2 separate regions of the Mus musculus genome follow, and region 1 is linked to region 2. A link is a contact called in public promoter capture Hi-C data. All regions are on one chromosome and are shown on one strand. The core of a region is the stretch at or near the end of the contact, and the rest is flanking DNA. Distances in the headings are between cores, read along the strand shown. Region 1 holds the start of Ifne (interferon epsilon). Region 2 holds the start of Ifna4 (interferon alpha 4).

Evidence for each region. Promoter capture Hi-C pulls out the DNA fragments that hold promoters and counts their contacts.
Region 1: a promoter capture Hi-C map of macrophages shows a contact between it and region 2, with 6 read pairs. The contact joins the promoter of Ifne here to the promoter of Ifna4 in region 2. A contact is called at or near these places in 3 of 39 promoter capture datasets (liver, macrophages and trophoblast stem cells), 2 of 15 datasets of contacts at CTCF or cohesin (the NIH/3T3 cell line and pro-B cells), 16 of 484 Hi-C or Micro-C datasets (the Ba/F3 cell line, CD4 T cells, CD8 T cells and 10 more), 3 of 115 datasets of contacts at active chromatin or transcription factors (CD8 T cells, embryonic stem cells and intestinal villus epithelium) and 3 of 9 other capture datasets (adipose tissue, liver and pancreatic islet).

Annotation. Positions count from the first base shown.
Region 1 is chr4:88,878,735-88,881,563 of GRCm38.p6, forward strand. Ifne (interferon epsilon) reads right to left here and starts at 1,467. Exons shown (of 1, transcript NM_177348.2): 1 at 804-1,467. The coding sequence starts at 1,445. The coding sequence ends at 867.
Region 2 is chr4:88,840,230-88,843,088 of GRCm38.p6, forward strand. Ifna4 (interferon alpha 4) reads left to right here and starts at 1,587. Exons shown (of 1, transcript NM_010504.2): 1 at 1,587-2,230. The coding sequence starts at 1,632. The coding sequence ends at 2,192.

The DNA of each region.
Region 1 (2,829 bases), core at 217-2,716, 38 kb after region 2:
CTTACCATTTATTTCTCGTGTGTTCTTTAGTTCTTCACATGTAGTCAGTACAAATATTAAGATTACTTCATGGTTTTACACAAATATACTACTTATACACGTTTTACTTTTTTTTTGCTTTTATTTTTCTCTATGTACTTTTGTAGAGAAAACATCACGTTCTCGTCAAGAGAATCTTGTTCTCTTAGGTGAAGTTGCTTACACTAACTTCTGCTGATCTAGCAAATTGTAAGAGCATTCATTAACTAATCACCCGACAGAGTCTAGCACACAGGAAAAGTTCCTGCTTTCTCAGAAATGTGTTGAGTCTGCATATTTTTTCTTAATTAAACCTTGAGGTGTTAGTTAATAGGTTAAAAACAGCATGCTATTCAGTTGTAATCTGCATTATTATTATTATAATGAGTGAGATTGAATCTGTTTTCATTCTTCTGAAAATTGTTCACACCTTTTGGCCGTATTTCTATTATGTCTTTGTAATAGAAATATTCATGGATTGATGCTAACAAGTTCTGGTAAACATGAATTAATGCTGTATGTTAAGGAATGCTCACTACATTATCGAGATAGCTCATCGTATCTAACGGCAAAATTCTACGAAATTTCACCACTGAAGAACCAATTATGAAATTTTAATGAATTAATTTTAATTCCTAAATAATTTGAAGTTGGTAGAAAACATAACATGGCATGGCAAAATGGATATTGCAATGCATGCCATCTTAGAACACAGTTAAACCTGGGCAGAAGCAAAACAATGCAGCCACTTTACACCAAAAAGAAACAAATCATGTTCATATAGCTCCTCCCACTCCGCCACCAACCTATGTCTTTCAAATCCCCTGTTGGCTCTTGCTTCTCAGTGTTCAAGGGTCTGGGTCTTGTCTGCTCAGCCATGTTGTGAACCTGAACACAAAGAACATACAGCGGTGGATTTCTGTCTGGACAATGATCCAGGCACAGCTGCTGTACCTTTGGTTTTCCAAGTAATCGTGGATCCTCCTGAAGTATGCTTTAATCTGTAACCTAAGGTTCTGCGCACTCGAGCCCCCACTCTTCTGCGCTGCGTTCAGTCCACCCAGTGACTCCACGTATTCCAGCTGCCGGTGAAGCGCAGCTAAGACTTTTTCTATATGGTTTTCCTCCCAAATGCCCATAGTCCCATGTGTCTGGAGGAGCGTGAAGATCTGCTGAAGGATCTCGTGCACAACAGCCAGCACCTGTCCCTCTTGGTACTGGTGAGGACTCACAGGCTGCTGAGGAAGCAGGAAATTCTTCCTGTGTGCTAGACACTGCTGGACTGACGAGCTTGGCAAAGGTTTCAGTAGTTGTAGGCTTTCTCTGTTCATCCACAATTGGAAGGGAATCCGTTTCGGTTCTAGGGAGAAGATAGTGGAAGAAACCAAGAGCAGCAACACCGTTTCAGGGAGCTGTCTGTGAACCATGGTGGAGGGCACACAGGGATCTCTGCACACCTTGTACCACTCCAGTTCTGGGAAATATTTACCTCTCACGCATCTGAAACCCTGAGGGAGGGTGTTCTTTTCTGTTGTCTGTGTTTCCTTGTACGTCGTTTCCCAAGTTTATACCTTAGGTTTTCTGGTTCCCATTCCAGGGTTTTATGGAACATTTCCTTTACATTCCCCATTGTGTTGCTGTTTGAGGAAGTAACGAAAGAGCTGGCTTCACTGTGCACTTGTCTTGAGACAATGATAGTTGTCCACTCTGACCTACTATTACCACTCATTATTTATTACGTACAAGCCTTAACTAACACAATGCACTTTCTAAATGCTTACTCAGGCTTAGTAATGCACTTTTATTGAGAGCAAGCTTCCTTTTTCAAGCAGTGGTATTTCATGGAGTATTATTTATTATAGATCTGGTAGTGGCCAGAGCACACTCTGAGGTAAACATTGAAATCCACAGGCTGATAACTTTGAAACTTCATGTACAACTGTAAATGTGCACAAGTATTTGGGCATATTAATGTGAAAATATGTACCAATAACCTTGAACTATTTTATATTTCACCCAATCAGTTTAATATCTAATATTTTAGCTTACAAAATAAGATAAAAGTAAAACTTATCAAAAGATTGTGATTATAGCCTCATGATAGCAGCATAGTATGCACAACCTACAAGTTCAGTACAATGGCTACAAATGTGTTGGTCCTCTATGAATACATGAAACCAGTTAAAGATAACAAGATTGTGAGAAGAGATGGAAGTGGTTGGATGGTCCATTTTCCCTAGACTAGCTGCAACTATGGTAAGCCAATGAGAACAGCTCTACAATAGTAATGCCTCTTAAATTACAAATACCCAGTTCCACATTGCTAAGATCCTCCTGAGCAATCCCCCAGCCTACCTTCTTAGTTTTACCCGGAACAGTTGTAGTAAGTGAAGTCGAGGGAACTGGACTCCAGAGGAAGTAAAAGATTCTGTGATGAGACACCGTGACCATGGCAACTCTTATAAAGGAAAATATTTAATTGGGGCTGGCTTACAGTTCAGAGGTTTAGTCCCTTATTGTCATAGCAGGAAACATGTAGGCAGACACAGTCATAAAGTAGGAGCTGTGAGTTCTACAGCTTGATCTGCAGATAGCAGAAGGAGGCTATGTGCCACACTGGGCACAGCTTGAGCATATGGGACCTCAAAGCCAGACCCCACAGTAATACACTTCCTCCAACAAGGCCACACCTCCTACTAGTGCCATTCCCTATGGACCAAGTATTCAAACACATGAGTCTATGGGGACCATACCTATTCAAACCACCACACCTCTTAACACAGCTAATACTTAAAAGACACAGTGTTCCCC
Region 2 (2,859 bases), core at 337-2,836:
TCAGTGCCACAAACCAACAGCAGGGTTTTCTTTCTAGGAAAGTAGAGAAGAGAAATAGCACGTCATGTGGGCTGTGAACCTCTGTCTGTTTTTTTTTTTTTTCTTTGACTGAATTCTTCAAGTACAAGATTTCTTTTCTGAGTAAACAGTTTTCCATGATCTTCTCCCTCACTGCATGAAATGTTGTTCTGATTTTATTTGTTATATTGGTACATGATCTTGTAGCTACCTTTGTCTCTGACTATCGATTTCAAATCTTTTACAAGCAATTCAGCATTTCACATATTCTTTGACTGTTGTGTCAATGTTTTCTATGGAATCTTCTGCACCTGAGATTCTCTCTTCTAACTCTTGTATTCTGTTGATTATGCTTGCATCTATGGCTCCTGCCTTCTTCCCTAGATTTTCTGTCTCCAGACTTGTCTCCCTTTGTGATTTCTTTATTGTTTCTATTTCCATTTTTAGATCCTGGATAGTTTTGTTCAATTCCATCACCTGTTTGCTTGTGTTTTCCTGTAATACTTTAAGGGCTTTTTGTGTTTCCACTTTAAGGGTTTCTACCTGTTTACCTGTGTTCTCCTCTTTCTTTAAGTGAGTTATTTGTGTCCATCTTAAAGCACTGCATCATCATCATGAAAAATGACTTTAAATACATGTATTGCTTTTCTGGTGTGATGGTGTATTCAGGACTTGTTATGGTGGGAGAATGTTCTGAGGATGACAAGTAAACTTGGTGTTTCTGTTGCTTCTGTTCTTATGCTTGCCTCCTGCCATCTGATTATCTCAAGAGCTCCCTACTCTTGCTTTATCTGATTGGAGCCTGTCCTCCCTGTAATCCCAGTTGAGTCAGAATAACTCAGAGTCCAGCTTTCTCTGTGATCCTGTGATTGCGGGATCCTGTGATCCTGAGATTCTGGGTGTGTCAGAGTTCCTGGGAGTCAAGCTTCCTCTGCAACCCTGAGATCCTGGTGTGACCAAGCTCCTGGGATCCTAACATCCTGGACATGCTAGAACACCTGGGAGTGGAGACTCCTCTGGGGACCGTGGGACTGTCCACTACGTTTGAGCCCAAGGTAGACTGGTGCTGACCAGCAAAGCTTGCCGGGCAGGTTTCCTGCATCCCTGGACCCTGCTGGTTCCAGTTACCCCCACACTTTACTTTTTTGACAGAAATATTTATGTAAATAGTATAAATAAAACAAAAAGGTTGTAAAATAAATTACAAAACTTTAAAATACAGTCATAGGGGGAAATTTTGTGTTTGCAGTAGATGTGCAGTTTTCACACAGAGACTGTATATCTGTGGAGTAGTGGTTAATGACAATTTAAGTGTAATTTAAAGAGAAACCCTGGAGAGTAGCTTTCTGAGGGCAGCAGTGAAACTGAAAACAATGATTGAACCCACATTCCCCAGGGGGGCGGGGGAGGGGAGGACAAAATCCCAGACACAAGCAGAGAGTGAAGTAAAGAAAGTGAAAAGAGAATTGGAAAGCAAGGGGAGGGTATTCCGAAAGGAGAAACTTGTATTTGTCCCTATTTAAGAGAGATGTACACAGCAGGCTCTCAGAGAACCTGTAGGAGAAGACTCAAACCCACAGCCCAGAGAGTGACCAGCATCTACAAGACCCACAATGGCTAGGCTCTGTGCTTTCCTCATGATCCTGGTAATGATGAGCTACTACTGGTCAGCCTGTTCTCTAGGATGTGACCTGCCTCACACTTATAACCTCGGGAACAAGAGGGCCTTGACAGTCCTGGAAGAAATGAGAAGACTCCCCCCTCTTTCCTGCCTGAAGGACAGGAAGGATTTTGGATTCCCCTTGGAGAAGGTGGATAACCAACAGATCCAGAAGGCTCAAGCCATCCTTGTGCTAAGAGATCTTACCCAGCAGATTTTGAACCTCTTCACATCAAAAGACTTGTCTGCTACTTGGAATGCAACTCTACTAGACTCATTCTGCAATGACCTCCATCAGCAGCTCAATGACCTCAAAGCCTGTGTGATGCAGGAACCTCCTCTGACCCAGGAAGACTCCCTGCTGGCTGTGAGGACATACTTCCACAGGATCACTGTGTACCTGAGAAAGAAGAAACACAGCCTCTGTGCCTGGGAGGTGATCAGAGCAGAAGTCTGGAGAGCCCTCTCTTCCTCAACCAACTTGCTGGCAAGACTGAGTGAGGAGAAGGAGTGAGTCCTGAGACAAAGTGTGGAGAGGACTTTTCTGGACCAGAACACTGCATCTCACTTTATAAGCTCTCCTTTAAAAACTCTCATAACTTTCATATATGAGTACAAACAACCTGCATAGATGTTTCAGCAATCTTGAGCAATTCTTTTCAATATGCAAAACCGTGTTTGTATCTGAATCCATTTGCTCTTTCTTATTTGTTTGTTTGTTTATTTATTTATTTATTTATTTATTGTGCTATTAATATAATTTAAGGTAATTATGTTAAATATTTCAGTCTCATATTTTTAATATATCATGTTATCATTTGTAATTAACTTATTTTCTATTCAAATAAATTTGATTCATAAGACACTTAGGATTAGTTAATTTGATATCTCCTTTTTTTTTTTTTTTTTTTTTTTTTTGGTTTGGTTTTTCGAGACAGGGTTTCTCTGTATAGCCTTGGCTGTCCTGGAACTCACTTTGTAGACCAGGCTGGCCTCGAACTCAGAAATCCACCTGCCTCTGCCTCCCGAGTGCTGGGATTAAAGGCATGCGCCACCACGCCTGGCTTAATTTGATATCTCTTTAACATTATCAAATATTTTTAACATTAGAGCCTACACTATAAATGAACAGTTTCTAAATTTCAGAGAAGATACATACATGCACTGCACAGTATTTAGAC